2 separate regions of the Arachis hypogaea genome follow, and region 1 is linked to region 2. A link is a contact called in public Hi-C data. All regions are on one chromosome and are shown on one strand. Each heading gives the region's core, a stretch centred on a gene start, on an enhancer-like site or on the middle of the called end of the contact. The rest is flanking DNA. Distances are from core to core; before and after follow the strand shown.

What was found. A called contact is a pair of places that touch in the nucleus more often than the background predicts.
Region 1: a contact with region 2 is called in a Hi-C map of an unstated tissue, with 2.6 times the contacts expected there. The contact joins the promoter of LOC112741998 here to the promoter of LOC112741996 in region 2. A contact is called at or near these places in 3 of 8 Hi-C or Micro-C datasets (leaf and an unstated tissue).

Annotation. Positions count from the first base shown.
Region 1 is chr14:38,326,921-38,331,851 of arahy.Tifrunner.gnm2.J5K5, reverse strand. LOC112741998 (phytanoyl-CoA dioxygenase) reads left to right here and starts at 2,016. Exons shown (of 9, transcript XM_025791209.3): 1 at 2,016-2,258; 2 at 2,348-2,472; 3 at 2,581-2,641; 4 at 2,900-2,968; 5 at 3,307-3,425; 6 at 3,586-3,733; 7 at 3,832-3,976; 8 at 4,096-4,182. The coding sequence starts at 2,204.
Region 2 is chr14:38,180,414-38,185,598 of arahy.Tifrunner.gnm2.J5K5, reverse strand. LOC112741996 reads right to left here and starts at 2,579. Exons shown (of 4, transcript XM_072214078.1): 1 at 2,222-2,579; 2 at 769-953; 3 at 571-662. The coding sequence starts at 2,270. The coding sequence ends at 624.

The DNA of each region.
Region 1 (4,931 bases), core at 767-3,266, 150 kb before region 2:
ATGAAGAACCATTGAATGCTCACCAATTTGTGAGGGATGCTGGATAGGAAAAGAGACGGAAGAACACCTCTTCAAACACTGCAAATTCGCAAAGCGATTCTGGTTTGCATCACTATCCAATTTAAGGTCTGGAACATGTAGAGAAATTGATTTAAAAGGATGGATTACAGAGATTCTGGGTGAGCTCCAAAAGAAAGAACATGGCTTTTTCTGTACCTTACTAAACCAACTCTGGCGAACAAGGATTTTGATGATTTTTGAAAAAAAAATGCTAACAATTGAGGAAGAAATAAAAAAAGCTTTGATATCCTTCGAAGAATTTTGGAACACCCAAGCTACTATGGAGGAGAAGAGGAAGAGCCAAAACCCACTAATTCCCCTTATGCTGAAGTGGGAGGAGTCACCAAACTCAACGCTAAGAGTTAATGTAGATGCAGCAATTGGTAATAGTAATAGTGGATGTATAGGGGATGTTATTAGAGATAACTTGTGCCAAGTTATGGCAACAAGTCTATAGTAGTGTAATTAAAATTTTAGAGGTTATTTTGGTGTAGGATTCCAATTTAAGAGATCATTTTAGGATTTAATAGACTCAACGAATATGATTAAGTCTAATTGTGTGAAACTCATTCTTTTTAGAATTTAGCTAACATGTTCCCTTAGTTAAGGGTACATGTTAAGTTTATAAATTAAAAAAAATATTATAAATATAAAAAATTAAAATTTTCAATACATTTATTTTACATTCATTAAAAAAAATATTTAAAATTTTTTACTAATAATAAACTTATCATATGTCTTTAAGACACATATTAGTCAAACCCTTCTTTTTATCTAAATACAAATATTATACAAAACAAAAAGTCTAAAAGCAATAGAAAATTAGCTTAATACAATTTAAAATTATTTTATTTTATATTTCTTAGTTATTACTTATCTTATTTTATATTTATTAATTATTATTAATTCTAAATATTTTTTATATTGACAAAGACCTAATTATAAAATTAAAAATAGTACAAGAATATAATTAAAAAAATTATAGGATCTAATTATAAATTTAGTAAAACTATAAAAATCAACAAACTAATTAAAATTATTCGATATAATAAATATATAATTCTAAAAGTTACATACATAAAATAAAAATATTAAATTAAAGAGTAAAGTAATAATTAGATCCTTGAAGATTTTAACTTCGCATTAATTAGTGCCTAAAGAAAAAAAAGTACCAATTTGGTCCTCCAAAATGGCAAACAGTGGACACATGATGTCCTTCTATCAATTAATCAATTAAAACTTAACGTTGATGCTTATACGTACTGTTAATTACTCTGACATGTCTATTTATGAAAGATAGTCATGTAGAAAACAATTTTTGGAATGAAATTTCACTTGTTTTGATAGAATTTATGATAAAAGGTATATGAAAACTCAAAAGATAATAAATGCTTCACTGTGTAAAACTACATTGTTTTCCTACTCATGTGACAATAACGAGACATGCACCACTGTAAATAACAGAATACATGGACAATTCAGTTTTGTTTTGCACTATTTATTGACAGAAAGTCATATATGTGGTCATACATGTCTACCGTTTACTATCTTGGAGAACTTAATTGGTTTTTTTTTTCAAGGACTAATTAGTCCAAAATTAATATTTTTAAAGATCTAATTGTCACTTTACTCTAAATTAAATAAAGTTACTTAAAATTATTGTTAGACTTTGTATAATTAAACAAGTTATAACTCTTTTCTATTTTATTTAGATAGTTCATTTTTGTTTTGTAGTTTGTACATAAGTACATTAAAAAAGGTCTGAAATCCCAAATTAGCCCTCAAGTAAATTATTTTAGTAATGGAAAAGTCTAGGGGACCAGCAATTTTATTGAATTTTGGTCAGTATGTAACCAGCAGAAAAAAGTGAGCTATTAGATGAAATCTCACAACAATCTCACACCATTAAATTATCATTGATGACTATTTGATGGTTACTAATCACAAATGTTACTGGTCCCTAATATTGCTCGTAAGTAATTAGTAGTAGCTAACCTGGGTTGTAGTTTCGTAGCGGATAAGCAGATATATCATATATGATGATCATCTGACCATTTTGTCCTCCTTCATTCCTTCTACCTTCCTAATTCCTAACCCTCCCGGAGAACAATTCCAGTAATCGAAGTTGAATCACCGAATTCCAATGGGAATCGTTGGGAACCTCACTGCAGATCAGCTCCAATCCTTCAATTCTCAAGGTACCCTAAACCCTAACCCCCTTTCTCTTCATAGTTCAAATCCCTAGTCTTCAAACTAAGCTTACACCAATCACCATGTTTTTGCGTAGGTTATATTGTGTTGGAATCCTTTGCCACTGATGACGACATTGATGCCATGGTTCGGAGGATGGACCAATTGGTCAATGACTTTGACCCTTCCTCCACCGCCTCTATTTTCTCCACCAAGAACCAGGTCTAAAGAAAACAAACTTACTTTCATTCTGTTTCTCCTTCTTTTTTGTGTGTTACTTTTTAACTGTAGTATTTACCTCACTCTTGATTGTTTTTATGGATTTCACAGCAAAAGTTGACTGATGATTACTTCTTTGAGAGCGCAGAGAAAATTTCCTTCTTCTTCGAAGGTATTCAAAAATCATTTACTTACACGGGTTTCTTCTAAGATTGTGGAAATGATAAATCCATTCATTTGTTTATTTTCATGAACTGTGTCACTGTAATTCATTCTATTAGATTATTTTCAAGTAGTGTGGATGTTGTTTTTTTATGATGTGACAATCCATGATTGGAAGCTTGTTTTTACAGTAAAAGTGCACTACAAATTAGAATGTCTATTGATAATTGCATGGTTTGGTGATTTCCTCTGTTTTGTGTATTGGCAGAGAAAGCATTTGGGGATGATGGAAAATTAAAGCAACCCAAGCAACTCTCCCTTAATAAAGTAGGCCATGGTGAGCCTTCAATACTCTTGCGCTCTCTGTATATATGTGTGTGTGCGTGCACACCCTCCGGTAGCACTCTTTTAATGATGCCCTTTAGGCTTGTATGTTGAATTAATTTGTTTAGGACAAATTTGTAGAAGGCCATGGTTTTCGTTAATGTGAAAAGACTAAGATTATTCAATTTGGGTTACCCTTTTTAGATGAGACCACATGCTGTTGTACACTGGTGAATGCAAGAAATCTGTCGGTAGCATTGCTAATTCCAAAAATGATTCTGTTCCCTGTGAATCTAACTATCCTCTTTTGGGGGGGTTGGGGCCTGTGGTGTTTGTTATGATTCTGTGCAGCGCTTCACGAGATTGAGCCGGCATTCAAGAAGTTTTCTTCTTCCAACAAAGTTTCTAGTTTGATGTACTCCTTAGGTTACAAGAGGCCAGTAATCATGCAGTCTATGTACATTTTTAAGGTACATTTTCATCTGTCTTTCTGAGGTTCAATTGCTGATCATATGGTTGAAACAACATTTTCTGGTTGTATATAAACATATAAATAAGGAATATTCTAGTGTTGACTATTTTGGTTTCTGGAATTTATGATTACCTGGCATATGAAATTTTAATTGGCAGCAACCAGGTATAGGGGGTGAAGTAGTGCCACACCAGGATAACTCGTTTCTTTATACCGAACCCCAAACATGCACAGGGCTGTGGCTGGCTCTGGAAGATGCAACGGTATTAAATGGTTGCCTGTGGGCAATACCTGGATCTCACAAGAGTAATACTTCCCTCTGTTTGGTATTTGTTCCCTAAACATACATCCATTGCATTGATTTATCAGATCTTGGTCTTTTCTTTGTTCTTTGGCTGCTGTAGAGGGGCTTGTCAGAAGGTTTTTACGGGATGAAGATGGTGTTAAATTTGATCGACCCTCACCATCTTATGATCAAAAGGATTTTGTTCCTATTGAAGTAAAAGCTGGTTCATTGGTTGTCATCCATGGTGATCTTATCCATCAAAGGTTTGTTAAAACGATTCTCTTTGGATGATGTATATCATGAAATATGGAAGGAGAATTGCTGTTGAAGAGGATATGATCCTTATAATTCATCCTTCTCTGCTTTTGTTTACGGATGACAGCTTTGAAAACCAGTCCCAAAAATCAAGGCATGCATACAGCCTGCATGTGGTGGACACTGATGGCTGCCAATGGGCACCGGAAAATTGGTAAGTGTATATCCTAAGAATAATTTTTATATAGCCTCTTTACTCATTCAGGAGCTTGAATGTCATTGAAAGGTTAATTTATTTGCTAATGGCAATGTTCATAAGGTATATATGCTTATTAATAATGCTTCTATAAAAAACATGATTAGGGTAAACCACCAAAAATACCCCCAAAAGATTTAAATGCCCAAAAACACTCTTGTAAGATCAAAACGGCAAAAACACCCTGCAGACTTGAAAACGTGGACAAAAATCAAATACTAGAAATATATTCTCAAAAAGGGTTTTAGCGATTGGATTTTGATGTTCTTTTGCAAGAATGACTAGATAAATGAGATCTTTCATCCTTAAAATTTGATGATCTATGCCAAGTTGATTCTTTTTGTGAATGGTCTAATTTAACAACAAAATGAAAAAAGGTGTCTAAATGTTGAATTTCGCTCTGGTTTCTTTCTGCATATATTTTCTAAGTAGTTACTCAAATGTTTCCACCAAAATTCGAATCAAATGCACAAGTCATTTGTCAAATACAAAAGTCATTTGCCACTTATAAAGAAATGGTTTTTTGGTTAGTTTTGTCACGTTTTTGAATCTATTAGGAGAATTTTGGTCGTTTTGAACTTTCTCATTGCACAAATCTTCCAAGGGTATTTTTGGTAGTTTCCCGCATGGTTATTAATAATGCACACTTCAATTGTGCCTTGAGTACTTAAATACTAACTGCATTCACTTCCTTCCTAAACACATTT
Region 2 (5,185 bases), core at 1,330-3,829:
AAATTTAATCAAATTTTAATTAAATCCCACAAATCCCTTTCATTGTCTCTTTTATATACTAGGATAATGCCTCCTCATACTACAATTGATTGGAAGGGGTAAGGGGAGCACATTCTATATATACATATATAATGTAACTGTACTTTTGAACTTAGACGCATTAGATTTAAACAAATAAAGGAGATAAAAAGTGATTTCATCAAAATAAATTTTTTGAAGCCAAGATAATAGTATTCCAATTCATCAAGAACCTGGCACAGTCATTCCTTACCATAAGCACTCAATGAATCCTATTGAATTTACTAATCAAGGCATTCAGCATTAAGCAATAAAGCTGAAGAAACCATGAAGGGATATTCAACAACCATAAAAAATTTATACTATTGTGTCTTCCATTTCATATTCAATACTGAAGAACGATGACAAAAAGGGATCAAATTTATCTAACCAACAAATTACAAACCAGATCTATTCCATTTGCTTTTACTAACTATACAAATAGTTCAAAATCTAACTTACATTACAAGAACATTTGCAATTTCAGCAAGAAAGGGCAAGATAGACACTTACCAGGAGCTATAGCAGCTACCGAATAGCCAGCAACACCAGCAGTGACACGAACATCAAGCAGCATTATCAGTGACATAATCGGTAGTACGGTACTAGCAGCATCCACCAGTAATAAGCAGATAATACATTTTATATTTATGTACCACAAATATAAAACAAAAGTAATAAAAAGAAGCATGATAGAACCATTCCATGTACCTTGAATGCAGCAGTTTTTGGGCAACTGTAACCACATCCTCCTACAGGGTGAGTAGCCTCTCCCCCTCCTCTTTTTTGATAATTCGAAACAGCATTGAAAACCCTCTTAATGTTCAACATCTCTTCTCTTCTCTTCTCTTCTCTTCTCTTTACCCTCAAAAAATACCCCAATCCCCAAACAACAACTAACAAAGTAAACAACAAGAACAAAGATCTCACTATATTGGCATCTTAAGAAGTTAACTTAACCTAGCAGAGGATTAATAAACTTAAGAAAAGAAAAAGTAACAGAAACACATGCTATACTAGAAGGAAAAACTGCCACCAATGAGGAAGTGGAGGTCAGCGGGGCTGCCGCAAAAATACTTGCACTTCTAAGAAGTTTAAAAAAAAAGGTCTTTCAAAGGTGCAACTAGCTTTTGATTTCTTAGCCCCTTTTCTAGCTAGTTTTATTTCTTAACTTTAATCATTCTCAAAGGTCATCAAGCAGTGGTATTTATTTGCACAAAAGAAAGGTGTAAATAGAAATTAATTAAACCAAAATAATAACATCAGCAACTGAGTTAAAATACTAAAATATATATGATCATCATACTATTCCAAACAACAAAATAGATGAAACTCGTATTAAAATTTAGATTTGAAACAATAAAAGTAGCATGCATAGCAATCACCAATTAAAAATTTCTTAGCCAAGACTACAGCAATTTGCTGCTGAAACAGCTAAGCTAAGACAATTTTTTTGCCCATCGATTGTATGTTAAATTAGTCCAAAACTGTTTCAATTCCATGCTAAAGTTTTGCAAAATTATCCTAAAAAAGAACTAAAGTACTATAAGGAATGGAAGTATTAACCTCAACAAAACACATTAACTTTCTGGTTCAAATATACAACATATAATTTTAACCAAGCCTAACCACAACACTATCTCACATATCCTACACAACTTTCGAGAAAACAAGACAAAACATGATGATTTCATCTGTTTTATGCCCAAAATTCAAAAACAAAATGCAAAATCAACAAACCCTAACAAAGCAAGATGCAAAATCATAAAGCAAAATGCAAAATAAAAAAGAAAACTCTAGCATAGTAAGAAGCAAAAATTACAAAAGATTGTAGAACTCCAAAAATCAGAACAAACCCTCAAAAAAACCGTAAAACCAGATACACACCATTGATCTCTGTTCAGTGCTAATGTCTCGGTTCATCGTCACTACCATCTCAGTTCTCCATCGCGGTTGGTCATCACCAAGGCCAACCTGTCGTTCTTCACTGTTCTTCGTCACTGAGAACAGAGAATGAGCGGTTTTGGCCGAGACAGACTGAGTGGTTATGAGAGAGAGAGAGAGAGGGAGAGAGAGGGAGAGATTCTGAGACATTCGAATGTGAAGACGGAGTGGTGAGTGGAGATGAATCAGTTACAAATGAAGAGTGGGGGAAGAGGCATACCAAGAGTGTCGTCGCAGCGTCGCAGAGGTTTGAAGTTGTCAGTTTTCATTTGAGTTATCTCCTCCGCTGCTTGACTACTTCATAGCTCCATCGCATCTTCGCATCTCCACCTCATATCAGTTGGTGCCGCACCTCTTTCTCGCGGTCGCAGCTCGTCTCGCCTCCTCAGTTCTGTTGCTCTCTACCTGTCGTGCTTCCGTTACTCGACGCCTCCCTGCCATGGCCGTCGTCTGTTCAGTGCCGGCGCCGTAAACGAGTGTTTGAGAGATGAGAGTGTGTGGGTTTGGTCTTTCGGAGATAAAGCGGCAAGGGTTTCAAGAGAATTAAGGACTTGTTTGGGTGAACTTTTGAAAAAGATCTTTTTTTGAGTTATCTTTTTTTAAAAGATCTTATAGAGAAGTAAAAGTAATTTTATGTTTGGATATCTCATGTAAAAATATTTTTTTATCTATTAATTATGTTTGGGTATCACAATATAAAAATACTTTTTTGTTCATTTATTACACGAAAAATATTTTTTTTTTAAGAAAAAAAGATCTTTTAAAAAAAGATGTAAATTACAACTTCTCAAAAAAGATCTTTTTTTTATTTTACTAGTATTTTTACTTTTACTAATAGAAATTTGTTAAATACGTTAAAAAATAAAAAAAATCTTTTTTCATTAAAAAAAGATTTTTTTTTAACAAAATAATGGCGCCCAAACATGCACTAAAAAAGAAAAGGGCTTTTACTTTTTAGAGATATCTGACCAGAATGGTTTCAGATAATTAAAAGGGGGAAAGGGAAAGGGAAGGAGAAAAAGAAAAAGAGAAAGGTTTCCCAAGATTAAGGGTAAAGAAAAGTGTATCAAAGGTTTAATTTGGAGTAAAATTAAAAATGAGTGCGTTAAAAAAGTGCAGTCCAAATAAAAGAAGTGCATTTCAAGAGAATCACTTTAAATTTGACCTCCGATGTAATCTAATCTTTAAATTGTTAATTGATTTAAATTATATTTTAAAATTTTGATTCGTATTTTAATTTGGTTCTTTCGATATTTTTTATTACCGAAAAATTGATTTGATAATTTTAAATAACACATGTCACTGTAACAATTAGATGATATAGTCAAATTTTTTAAAGTATCAATTAGTCTCTCATAATTTGAACATAAAATGTAACAGTTAGACAAAAAAAAATTATAAAATAAAATAATAAATTATATAAATATCTTCATCTTCTTCCTCTCACATCTTCTTCCTCTTCTTACATCTTCTTCCAACAATCACTATTGTTATTATCACACGTACTATTGCACCACTAAAATATATTATAACCAATTATTAGTTCTTAATGGTCTTTATAGAAAAAATATGAAATAATTTTACAAAATGTCATTAATATCCTTTTTTTTTATTATCTTTTCTATAAAAAAAATTTCGAGTTCTTCTACCAACCTTTTCAGGTGTGGCCATTGGCATTCATGAAGGTTGAGGCGCTATGAATCTTTTCGACAATGAATTGTTCTTCATATGACCCTTCCTAGCACTCTATCACTTATATATGTAACTAAGCATTGCAATTGGAGATTGCAAATTTTGGGTCTTTTTTTTTCTGAGATTTCAACTTTTAAGTTTGTCAAGCATCGACCAAAAATTTTACTTCCATATTTATTAGGACTCCTAAGACTTACTATTTTGGGTGTTAATAAAGACTTGTTGATTTGAGATTAAAAAGTAAAACATGTGAAAAAAAATGAGTCAGTGACAGAAAGAAAATAGAAAAAATAGCAGTTGTAATAGAAAAAACAAAATATAAGAACTAACATTCTTGACCTTTCATTGTGTATTCTGTGATATTATGTTATTTGTAATAGGAGTCAGGGAAAGAACAAATGAAATTGAATCAGACGTAGTGATGTACAGAAACGAGAGTGAGAGAGAGAAGAAGAAGAAGAAGAAAAAGGACAAAATTAAAATTTTAAAATAAAACTACTATTTAAAATATTTAAATATAAATATAATTATTATATAATTAATAAAAAGTTTGAATCTTAACCATTAGTTCAAATTTTCATTGGTTATGATTCAAAAAGAATCTTGGACCACCATGAATCAAAATATACTTTACCTATCTAAGAAAGCTCCTAATATGCTAAATACAAAAATTATTTGCCATTAATAAAAATAAAAGTTTATCTATTTTGTGTCTTAAAGAGACATGTTAACTTTATAAATTAATAAATTTTTTATTAAAAATATGAAAAATTTTAAATTTTTAATGGATTTATTTTATATTTATTAAATAAAAACATTTAAAATTTTTTAATAATAATAAACTTATCATGTATACTTAGTACACATATTAACTACTACGATCTAGGGGAATTGGGGTTGCGCTAGTTTTATGTTCAAATTGTAAGGGTTAAATTGATGTCTTAAAAAATTTGGCCATGTCATCTAATTGTTATAGTGCCATGTATCATTTAAAATTGCCAAGTCACTTTCCAGTAACGAAAAATGTCGGAAGGGCCAAATTGAGGCATGGGTCAAAATTTCAGGGTACAATTTGAGTCAATTGAAAGTTTAAGAGCTAAATTGCGTCGGTGGTTAAATTTCAGGGGTCATTTTGAGTATTAACTTACAGTCCAAAGATAAAATTTAGGGCAAATGACATAAAGAAATGAATTGAAGTAAAAAATTGTATGGATTTTCTAGAATGAAAAATGTGATGTGAGTGCCATAATTTTATATAAATCGAAACAAGTTATTTTGATTTATTTTCAGTTAATGCAAATCGAAATAATCTAATTCGATTTGCTAAGTCTACATTATATTCGAATTAACATGATTCGATTTATGTTAAAGAATTTAAATTCATGCAATTCAAAACAAGGTGTTTCAATTTATGTTGGTGAACATTCATCCATACAATTCAAATGAGGTTAATTCGATTTATGTTAGTGGGTTTAGGGTTATAATTCGAATC